Linked DNA regions of Pan troglodytes: region 2 is linked to region 1. The links are chromatin contacts, called in public Hi-C maps. All regions are on one chromosome and are shown on one strand. The core of a region is the stretch at or near the end of the contact, and the rest is flanking DNA. Distances in the headings are between cores, read along the strand shown.

What was found. A called contact is a pair of places that touch in the nucleus more often than the background predicts.
Region 2: a Hi-C map of stem cell-derived neural progenitor cells shows a contact between it and region 1, with 12 times the contacts expected there. The contact joins the enhancer-like site here to the promoter of SOCS2 in region 1. A contact is called at or near these places in 4 of 7 Hi-C or Micro-C datasets (blood, induced pluripotent stem cells and stem cell-derived neural progenitor cells), 1 of 1 datasets of contacts at active chromatin or transcription factors (stem cell-derived excitatory neurons) and 1 of 1 other capture datasets (stem cell-derived neural stem cells).

The regions. Positions count from the first base shown.
Region 1 is chr10:100,405,080-100,410,856 of NHGRI_mPanTro3-v2.0_pri, reverse strand. It overlaps SOCS2 (suppressor of cytokine signaling 2), which reads right to left and starts at 2,934. Exons shown (of 4, transcript XR_008538550.2): 1 at 2,091-2,934; 2 at 1-403.
Region 2 is chr10:100,935,273-100,941,049 of NHGRI_mPanTro3-v2.0_pri, reverse strand. No RefSeq gene overlaps it. Among named protein-coding and RNA genes, the nearest start is that of PLXNC1, 46 kb to the left of the region's middle. Within about 2 kb of position 2,634, at least 11 of the 24 cell types and tissues checked have an H3K27ac peak or open chromatin away from gene starts, as enhancers often do. A contact at or near this core is called in stem cell-derived neural progenitor cells and stem cell-derived neural stem cells, where this site is marked.

The sequences.
Region 1 (5,777 bases), core at 1,685-4,184:
AGTCCCCAGATGGCACCGGTACATTTGTTAATGGTGAGCCTACAGAGATGCTGCAGAGATGGTGCTGACGTGTAGAGCGGTTTGGTCAGATAAAGGTGAACAGTGCCGTTCCGGGGGGCTTCTGGACCTGTCCGCTTATCCTTGCACATCTGAACATAGTAGTCGATCAGATGAACCACACTGTCAAATTGTTTAAGCTTGGATTTGACACATATGATAGAGTCCAATCTGAATTTTCCGTCTTGGTATTCGATTCGAAGATTAGTTGGTCCAGCTGATGTTTTAACAGATATTGTTAGTAGGTAGTCTGAATGCGAGCTATCTCTAATCAAGAAAGTTCCTTCTGGTGCCTCTTTTAATTTCTCTTTGGCTTCATTAACAGTCATACTTCCCCAGTACCATCCTGGGGTTTTTGTTCAAAAAGAAAAAGAAAAGAGGGTAAAACAGTTATTATAAGAATTCTTAGAACAGAGCAAGTAATTGGCAATAATTTTTTTAGCTCTAAAAAAGAAAAAAAAAAGGTGGTGTGTGAGCGAAAGTTTACCAGGGCCACCACAAATACTTTCAGTAGGAATTTAATAAAAATTTGGGTCCATTTTATGAACACAAACGGCGAGCCAGTTTTCTTTCTTTTTTAAAAAATTAACTTTCTGAAGCTCTTCTTAAGATTTTCTTCTAATGAACCAAAAGAACATCTGCAGCATGACACACTGGCTGATGAAGCATGACACTTTTAACATTATTTAAGTAAAATAAAGATTTAGGTAAATTAGAAAAAAATCAGAAGTTAGAAATAAAAGCCATGCCCTTTAAAAAGTGGAAAACCCAACTCCTGTAATTGAACTACAGTAAAAACAGAAGCAACTTTTTTGGATGGTTGGTGTGCCCCCCACCAAAAAAAAAAAAAAAAAAAAAAAAAAAAAAAAAAAGAATCTGCAAAGCCTGCTATGAACAGCCTTCTATGTAGAAAGCACTGCTATGTACTTGTTGTAAAAGCACAGCTCTAGTACAATAGCTTCTGTTCGCTGCTTTATGACTACCTTACCAGTCACTAAGAAATGGGAATTCCCAAGTGATAATTACTACTTCAAGTTTACAATCTTCCCTAAACTCTTTTGAACTTTGCCCTAATCCAAACCCAATCACAACCATCCGTCTCCCCTGCATTCTTGATTTCATCTGCCTGCACCATCTCCCCGGCCCACCCTGCTTTCTAAGAAGGCTCAAAGACCGTCCGTATTTAAGAAGTCTGAACATTTGTGCTCCCCCCACCCCCACAATTACCGGGATACTTGCAATCTGCCGGTGCCTCCCCGGGAGGGAAAGCCCGTGGCCCACACGGAAAGACCGGAATCGCAAGCGAGAGAACTTTTCCCTCTCCCTCCCCCTGTTGCTACCAAAATTTCAACTGTGCCACAACTGTAAGCTTTTAGGATACGGATTTGGAAAGCCAGAATGATTTGCCAGATACTTTACTTTTTTTCTTTTTTCAGATGCCTAGAGACAGCGTGCCGCGCGAATTGCCTGACTGTACTTGAAAGCGGCAGTACCCTGGGCGCGCCGACCATGGAAGCCGCGCTTGGCGGGGGCTTCGCAGCCTACTCTCGACGCCCGGGCAGCCGCCCTCGCGGCAGTGTCAGTCCCTGAACTTGGCCGCCAAGATCCTGGGCTGCAGCCGCAGCTCCGCCCGGGAGCCAGATGCTGCTGGGCCTGCGGGGCCCGCGGCACCGACTTGCTGATTGCACCCCGTGCAAAGGGAGGCGCCCGACGCTTTCCCCGGCCGGGGTTCGAGCCCGGGCGCCTAACCCTGAGCAGCTGCGGAAAACAGTAAATCTTCCAGCGTGCTAAGAAGCTATTTCCAAGAAGCCCTTCCCGCGCTCTGCGTTCCGCCAGGCCTGAGTCCCTGGAGAACCACTTTCCTTACGCATTCCCAAGGACCCAGGACCCTGCGAGCGTGCTCTCCGCGGTCCCTTGGAAGCAAGGGACGTATTTCCATCTTATTCTTTGCTTCCCACCTCGACCCCGCTTCCTAGCTGCGTCCTTGGGGAGGCGCCCCCTCCCGCACGCGTCGCGGCCGATCGGCTCCCTACCTGTCTGACCGAGCTCCCGCAGGGCCTTCGCCAGACGCGCCGCCTCCGGGGATGGCTCCTCCGCCGACCCCGCGGTCCCCCACTGGCTCCGCGTCCCTTCCCCGCCATTCCCGGAGGGCTCAAGGCACCGCAGGGTCATGAGAGAAGGGTCACCGCGGCAAAGACAGGTGGCCGCCCGAGCTGGGGTCAGAGAAGGGTTCGCGTCCTTCCTTGAAGTCAGTGCGAATCCCAAAACGAGTCCCTGCGGGGTGTCCGAAATGGTGGCAGAGAGAGAAGGGATGGGGCTCTTTCTCCCCAGATCCTGGAGGACGGATGACAAAGTCCCTCGCAGCCGCGGTCACCCACTGATCGCCTACAAAGAGAAAGCGGGAGGTTGGGTCAGTCCAAACTGGACCCCTGCGGCTGGGGTGGGGGTGGGGAAATAGACGTGGAAAATCCCAGGGACTCCTCCGCCTCTACGTTCCTGCACCATTTAACCCCAAGCTTCCAGCTAGCGCCCTGGCCCAGCTCTAGAGAAAAGATAAAGAGAGCAGAGATCCAAGATAAAGTTGGCTGAAGAGGTGGGGGGCGGAGGTCAGGATGAGGGTGAACAGGGTGTCTTCCCGCCCAGGGTCACTAGCTGAAATCAAAGACTGGCGACCTAGGAAGAGCAAATAGTCACCTGCAGATCCAGTGGGAATAGGCCCTTGTCAAGGACAAGTAGAAAAAATTAAAAAGGAAAGAACAGGAGAGATTCCCCAAATTGGCATTCTGGTCTCACACCTGGCGCAGCCCGAGGGCCCCCAGGAAGAAGCACCCACACAAACTTGGTTCTCCGCCCTAAAGCGCTGCGGGGCCCCGAGGCACCAACCCGGGGTGCGGAGGTGCGGGAGCTGCCGCATCTCCGCCCGGGAGGCTCCTCGCTCCCCTCCCCCCGCTTCCTGGTGCCCGCTCTGGCGGGGTTGGGGGTGCCGCGGCGGTCGCTCCCGGACCAGGATGGCTGCGGTGGTTCTCGCCGCCGCGGGCGCTGTCGAGGAATCGGCCCGAGCGCGCAGCCCTCGCGGGGCTCCGAGGCGAGGCCGGGGCCGAGCGGGCGGTCGCGAGCGCTGCGGAAAGTGCAAACCACCAACGCCGCACTCTTACCTCGACCTCGGCCGCGGCCGCCGCCGCCGCCTCCGCACCAGGCAGCCTCCTCAGCGGACATGGGGCGGGGGGGGGGTGGGGGGGAAAGGGGAGGCGGGAGGGGCCCGGGAGAGGAGGGGCGTCTGCCCTTGTTTCCCCCGTTAACGTTTAATTTGGGAACGAGATGCCCGGGGATGCAACCAGCCCCGCGCTCGGAGGCGGCGGCCGGAGTTCCGTGCGCAGAGGGCACACAAAAGCCTTGAGGATCATTGCCTCGACCCCATCCCCCACCGCGCGGCGACGCCCCCTACGGGCTGGGACACCTCCACCCTCGGACTGCTGCCTGGTTTCCCTCCGGCTGCGACCCTGGAGGTGGGAAGGAGAGAGGGAGGGAGGGAGGAAGGAGCGAGGGCGGGAGGCAGGCCGGTGGGGAGAAGCGGGAGATCAGGTTATTAGGAGGATTATTAATTTGAATGGCAGTTTAGGGGAAATAAAAAAAAGAAACTCCAGACACTTCCAGACGCCGAGAAGGGGCTGGAGAAAGCAGGCAGCAACGCCAGGCCGCGGGACAGAGCCGCGGTTCGGACTCTCTCTTCCCCGGCGCTCCGAGCTGCGGAAGCCCAGGCCGTCCGCCGCTCCCCGGCGCACGCGGCCGCGCCTCGCCGCCCTCCCCGGCAACTCTCCTCGGGGCGGAGCCTTCGGGCTTCCCCCCCTACCGGTACCTGCCGCGGGCGCCCGAGCTGCGGGCACGGGGTATCCTGAGGCTGTGCACCGGGACCCCGGCGCGCACTGTCCGCGGGCCACGCGGTGAGGGTGGCTGCGGGCGAGAGGGCTCATGCTTCAGGGGAAGCCCAAGGCCCGCCAGCCGCGGCGGCTGCGACGAGACTTGGCAAGAGTTAAACGTCGGTCCCAGGAGCAGCGAGTGCGCGCGACTTCCCAGACCGACGCGCCTCCCTTGCTCCCCGCCTCCCTCCCCAGTCAGCGCTCCGCTCGCGCCCCGCCCGGCTGCTGCGGAGGCGGCTTTCCAGGAACTTTCCAGGAATCGGCCTCACGTGACCGCGGGCCCCGCTACTGCTTTAAAGAGGCTCGGTCGCAATACACAGGCTTCAGGGAAGACCGGGTGAGAGCGCTCGGGTGCAGAGCGGGCGGTGTGCACGCCGGGGTCGGCCTGCCTCTGGCCCCACACCCCGGGGTGCTCGGGCGCAAGCTAGAGATGTCCCCGGCCACCGGCCACAGCCAACCCCGTTTCGGCGGCCGGAGCCTGCCCCCTACCCGGGCCAGCTGAGGGCCCGGGTTCAGGGAAGGATAGCGATCCTTGGCCCTTGGCCTGCCACGGGGGTGGGTTCCTCTAAACATCCCGGCGGCGCCCCCTCGATGCGACCCTCCTGGCCGCACATTTGCGGGGGGTGGGCGTGCAGGAGCGACTGTGGGTCCTCGGAAACCAGACTCTCCGGCTCTAAGACACATTGATGGCGTGGGGACGCCGTGCTCGTCCCGGTGCCCACGGCCGGGGACCGGAGGCGGTCCCCTTGATCAGGTCCTGGAAGGCAGCGAGCGGGAGAGCAGCGCCTCCTTAAGCGGCGCCGGCCGTCCTTAGTCCCCTCCCCCTGGCGCTCCGGCTCCCTGTCACCCGCACCCACCTGGCTCCTCCCTTCCTCCTCCCCTCTGCTCCAACGTCTCCGGTAGACCCGGCGGCCCGCCCGGGTCACCTGCGCCGGCTGCTAAGGGGGCGCCCTTACCTGCGCGCCCGGAAGGGGCTGGGTGACTGGCCTCGGTTCCCTCAGTCCGGAGAGCGTCTCTGCCATTCCCTGCAGGGCTGACGCCCCAGGGCTGGGATTCGGAAGGATCTCGGCACCTCTACCCTACCTGGGATTCTCACCTCCAACCCCGTTGGAGGCCCCCTGGCCTTAGTGGAAACTCATCTCCTTGTCTGCGCACCCGCCCCCGAAATATGACCTACTTGAAATGTGACCTACTTTTTAAAAGAAACCCTTAACAATCACGGGAAAACCGGATCCAAAATTTCGATAAGCATTTTTCTTTGAAATACTATTCTATTGCATCACTGCTCGAAAGCTTAAAAGGTCAATGGCCACTTTTAGTTGAGGCCGCGGCTATGGGAAGTTGGGAGAGGAAGGGGGAGGGGTGGGAGGGAGGCGCGTCTTGCAAACCTTGCCTGGTGCCCCCCCTGCCGGCTCTGGGAGGAAACGGGAACCAGCTCCCAACCTTGGGGTCTGCAGCCGGGGACCAACGGTTTTCTCAATAATTTTCCTGCTTTTGAGTACATAATTCTATGCAGATGATAAGCAGATGAGTCGGGGAGGGGGGCATTTCCCAGCTAACAAAGAGCTTTGTTAACGCTGGAGCCGTGTGCCCTTAATCATGTTTCGTTTTTTAGAAAGAGCCTTTTATATTGTGGGCGGAGCTAACTGAACCCTAGTTAAAATCCTCTACAAAGTAGTTGAATAATTTTGCACAAGGCACTTACCCTCTTTGGACCTCTGGCCCTTTTTATAACATGAAGGGCTAGATTCGGGTTCTGGGTGAGGGACTGGGATAAAGGAACAAATCAGATTCCATGTGAAG
Region 2 (5,777 bases), core at 1,385-3,884, 530 kb before region 1:
CCACTTCCTTGCCTTCTGTACATTCCCAGGCTGCAGTCTGGCCCCCTCCTTCCTCATCCTACTGAAAGGAGCCCTGCTGAGCCCACCATTGATCTGCTGGTGACTAGGTGTCAGGCATGTGCACAGACTTTTTCCATTTGAACTGCTCCAAGGCTGGCTGACGGCCACCCCCTCGGACTTCTGTCCACCCAACACCCAGTCAACCATTCTGGTGGCTCTTTCTCAGTCTCTTAGGTCCCCCAGCGCCCACAATTGGTACTTTTTTTCTGAGGCAGAGTCTCACTATGTCACTCAGGCTGGAGTGCAGTGGCACGATCTTGGCTCACCGCAACCTTCACTTCCTGGGTTCAAGTGATTCTCCTGCCTCAGCCTCCCAAGTAGCTGGGATTACAGGCACGTGCCACCATGCCCAGCTAATTTTTTGTATATTTAGTAGAGACAGGGTTTCACCATGTTGGCCAGGCTTGTCTCTAACTCCTGACCTCACATGATTGCCTACCTGGGCCTCCCAAAGTGCTGGGATTACAGGCGTGAGCCACCGCACCTGGCCAAAACTGGTACATTTGAAGTTCTGTTCCTGACCATCTTCCTATTCTGCCAGCATCATCCCATTACTTCATGGACTCATGTACACTTAACGTTGTATTTTTAGCACCAATGTACCTCCTACATTTTAGTCTTTCTAACTGTCTATGTGACATTCCACTTGGATACCCCACAGATGTCTGGACTCTCATGACCCAATCTGAGTCAATCCTCCCCAAACTCACCTCCCCACGGTGATTCCAGCTCATCCTCTGCCCTCCTTCCTTTCCACCACCCCTGTCTGATTACTCAGTTCCGTAGTTTCCACCTGCCTCAAAGAGTGCCACACCCGCTCCCTGTTCTCATTGCCAGTGCCTTGCTTGATTTTATCAGCCACTCCTGCCTGGACTACTACAGTGACCTACTTACAAGTCTTCTTATTTCTTGCTTGGTGGTTGTCACAAAGATCACTTTGGAAGCTTCTTGAAAGTGCAGATTCTCAGGCTCTACCCCCAGAGAGTCTGATTTGGTAAGACCAAGGTACAATCCAGGCATGTGGGTTTTTAATAAGCTCACCGCTGGAATCATCCAGTGCAGATGGTCCCCAGACCACTCTGTAAAAACCACATGACTTGCCCTCTTCTTATTCCAGTCCATTAACTACATGATTAATTACTAAAGCTATTACTACCTAACATTTTTGGAACACTTATTATATCTCAAGGCTGTGCTGAACTTTCTATATGCCTATGGGCCACTAACATAACAACTCTATGTTTTAACTATAATTATGATTCCATTTTACCTTTGGGAAAACTGAGGCACAGAGAGCTAAGTTAACTAGCCCAAGGGCACATTCTGTCTGATCCAAAGCCAAGTTCTCACGAGTACATCTTACCATCTCCTTTGCTCCCCATGGTCCAGCTATGCCGAATGTCTTTAGTTCTCTGAATGACTTTAGTTCTCTGCTTCTTTATGGCTCTGAGCATTTGTCATGTGGTTCTCCTCTTTGAAATGACCATCTGTATCAGTTTCCTATGACTTCATAACACATTGCAAACATAACAGCTTAAAACACCCATTTATTAGTTCATAGTTCTGGAGGTCAGAAGCCTGAATGCAGCATGACTGGGTCCTCTCTTCAGGGTCCTACAGAGATAAAATCAAGGAGTCAGCTGGGACTAAGTCTCATACAGCTTGGGGATCCCTTCCAAACTCCCTGCTTATTGGCAGAGTTCAGTGCTCTTGCAGTGGTAGGACTGAAGGCTGGTTTCTCTGCAGGCTGTCAGGCAGGGGTCGTTCTGAGCTCCTAGAGTCAGCCTGCATTCTTTGCCACGTGGCCCCTTTCATCTGTAAAGCCAGCAAAGAAAATCTTGCCAATGATGAGTTCTTGCCGCTTGTCAAATCTCTTCTGCCAGGACAATCCAGTCCCTTTCAAAGGTTCACCTGGCTAGGTTAGGCCTACCCAGGATCATCTCCAGATCTTAAGATCAATTAATTTGGGAACTTTAATTACATCTGCAAATTCTCTTCACAGAAGCACCTAAATTGTTTGATTGAATAACTGGGCAAAGGTGTGTGTACACTGCGAGGGGGATGGGCTGAGAATCTTCAGGGGTCATCTTAGAATTCTGCCTAATCTTCAAAACTCAGCTCAAGGGTGACTTTCTTGATGTCTCTAGGCCAAGCTAGGTCCACCCCCTCTACCCCACAGCATCAAATACACACTCTTCTACTGGTCCATTTCCCCCCATCTGGGCTGTGAGATTCTTGAGATCAGAAACCAAGCCTTGGTCATCTTTGTGTGCCCAGCTCCCGGAATAGCACCCGACTCTATATTTGCTGCCTGAGAGCTCAGGATGTGCTCAAGCAAGCCCTCCAGACGAGAAGGGCATTTTCATTAGAATTGCATGCATCGCAGGTACAGGGCTGTTGACGGGACAGCAAGTGCTTCCGGGAGGTCCCAGGAAACGTCATCGGCACCCTACGCTCCAAAGTCTTTTAGCCGAGAACCATGGGCAGGCCAGCACGCCTTCTGAAAAGCCCAGTGAAACCAGCCAGCATCGCCGTGACGGTGAGGCAGATGGGCCACTAGGTGTCACTCAAGATTCAATAAAGAGAAACGCGGGTGCTTCGAAAGCCGTTTCCGCCCTTCTAGGGAAGGGAGCTGGTTAGACGGTCCCCACCCATTGTTTTTTGGTTCACGCTCCAAGCCTTCCGCGGCTCTTCATTTCCCTTCGCGGACAAGTCTGGGTCTAAAATAGGACCACAGAATCCGAAGCTATAAGGCTGGGGGCCACCCGACCGGCTAATTCAGCCTCCCGATTTTGTGGACCAGCAACCAGAGCCGGGAGCTTGCGCAGGGCGGGGAGCAGAGCCCCGCTTCAGCCCCTACGGGGGTCCGCGTGCTCCTGCCTACCCTCGAGCAGCAGTGAGGAGGCGTGGGCGGGTCCCGGCTCTCGGCCTGGGTGTCCAGGGTGTCCAGGGTGTCCTGGGTCGTCCCGGGGGCTGCACCGCGAGGTGTCCCTCAGGACCACTTCCAGATGCCCAGGCCGCATTCAGCTGATTCAGCGCCCGTGCTCCAGAACCCAAGACGAGGAAGGTGAAAAAGAAGGTCTCGTGGATCTGTTAGGACCTGACCTTTCTTCAGATCGTCTCAAACAATCGCTTCTTTCTTTGTATTTTAGGGCTGGGGAGTGGGGACGCACCTGGCTTCCTGACAGCATCTGCAATTGACCACAGTCCTTTCACTTGTGCCAGGGGGAGGTTCGGGGCTGAAGGGAGGGGGTCGCAAAATGCTCGTGCAAAGCACCTTCTTGGCAGGAGTTTGGTTTTTCTGCCCCCACCCTCCTACTTTCCCCGTGGAAGAAGTGGCTGTCCACGCGCGAGGTTCGAACAGGCTGCAAGACCAAGGCACCGCGCGTGCGGACTGATCTTCCTCACCCCCGGCAGAGGGCGCCCTTCTCCCGCTCCAGCGCCCCGCCGGGCGAGCCCCTCCAGCCGCGCCCTGAGCCCTGCCTCGTCCAGGCCGGGCCTCCAGCGCCAGGTGCCTGCAGCCCTACCCTGGGAGAATTACAAAGCTACTTCTGTCCGACCTTGGGCACAGCCTTTGAATGTCCCGTTCCTTTTGCTCCTAGCTGACTTACTGCTCATTTTTATTTTCCTAAGTGAATATTGAAACTTATTTGCATTTTATGGAGCTCCTGGTAACAGAGGGAGCTTACCTGGCAGGGTGAGAATCCCGCTAAGGAAGTTGGCTCAGGACGGAGGTTCTCGCCAGGGCTCACCCACAAAGGGAATAATCCTATCTATTAGACAAATAATTTCCTTTAAAGCTTGCAAAGCGGGGCGGACGCGGTCGCTCTTGCCTGTAATCCCAACACTTTGGGAGGCTGAGGCCGGCGGATCACTTCAGGTCAGGAATTCGAGAGCAGCCTGGCCAACATGGTGAAACCCGGTCTCTACCAAAAATACAAAAATTAGCTGGGCGTGGTGGCTTGTGCCTGTAATCCCAGCTACTCGGAGGCTTAGACAGGAGAATCACTTGAACCTGGGAAGCAGAGCTTGCAGTGAGCCAAGATCGTGCCACTGCACTCCAGCCTGGGCCACAGAGCCAGACTCTGTCTCAAAAAACAAACAAACAAACAAACAAACAAACAAACGGGTTTTCCTGTGTCAAGCTGAACCGATTCTATTTATCTCTTTCCTCTTCATGAAAAGGTTGATTTATTCATTTCTCAACCGATATTTTACTGAGTACCTTCTGTGTGCCAGGTACCAGGGTGAAAAAGGCAGAGTCGATTCCTGGTTTGGGTGGAGCAGATGGTCTAATAAGGGAAGATATATTGAATAAACACGTTAATTGGTCATACCTAAGATAAACGCTACACAGGAAAAACAGAGACTTCTGGAGGAGGCTGCAACAGGGAACCAGCTGAAGTCCTCAGCTGAATCTCAGGCATCCTTTCCCTCCTAGAAGCTCTCTTCTCACTTCCTGCTGCTGCAAACTGATAAAAATAATAGCCTCCCAGAAGTGGATGGTGAGTCAGTGCATTCAAGGCTGCACATCCCCAGGTAAGGTAACAAGAGTCAGGGTCTGGCTGAAATCTCCTCTCCCCGTTCGCACTCCTGGGCTGAGTGCCACTCAGCAAGGCGTGAGCCATTTTGCATGATGAAATCCACATTACAGATTTCTTCTGACACCTGATGACTAACGAGGTCTGAAAACAACAAGACACCTCTAGGCGCTGCATCCTCCTCCTCCTCCTCTTCAGTGTTTATGGAACACCTCCTAGGTATTGGGTGGGTGTTTTGTGCCAAGGATGCAAGCAAAACATTAGAGACGAAAGGAGGAATAGAATATGCCAAAGGCCAAGGAGGGTATGAACTAGTGGTTCCCAGAGTTTGAGCTTTTATGAGCAGCTAAAAGTGAGAGCTTTATTAACTAGGATCAGACATTGATAATTAGGTCAAAGGATAAAAGAGGTTCAGCCTAACAGTGGCCTAAACAAGACAGAAAATGAAAGTTTATCTCTATCATGAGAGTCCACAGTCCAGAGTCCCACTGAGTAAGGGAAAGGTGAGGGTGAGCGCTTTGCTGCCCTTCCTGTGATATTCTCAAAGGAAAGACGGGAGAAAGAGGACTCACACAATCCATTCTCCACCCCGCAGCTGCAGCCTGCGTACTCTTTGAAATATGTCATTCAGATCGTTATCCTGCTTCTCATCTTCCTGTGGCTTTCCATAACTGGCCAGAAGCCCTCCCACAACCCCCACCGCCCTGCCTGCCTCCACCACCTGCTCCTCGCTCATCGCACTCTGGCTGTAGCACCTGCCTTCTTTCTGCAACTTGCACACACCAAGCTCTTCCTAAAGCTATGCCTATGCATGCACAATGTCCTCTGGTTGGAAGGCCCTTTCTGCAGCTCCTTCTATGGCTTGTTCATCTCTGCCTTAGGCCTTAGTTCAAGTATCTATCACCTCCTCAGAGCACCCTTCCCTCAAGCCCTGGTGGGCAGTGGCTCTGCCACCTACATAGCCTCATAGTCACTCCCTCTCTCATGTTCCTGATTACGTCTTTTTCTTTTAAGAGACAAGGTCCACTCTGTTATCTAGGTTAGAGTGCAGTGCATGATCATAGCTCAGTGCAGCCTTGAACTCCCCAGCTCAAACGATCCTCCCACCTCAGCCTCTTGAGTAGCTAGGACTACAGGTGTGTGCTACCACGCCTGGCTAATTTTTAAATTTTTTGT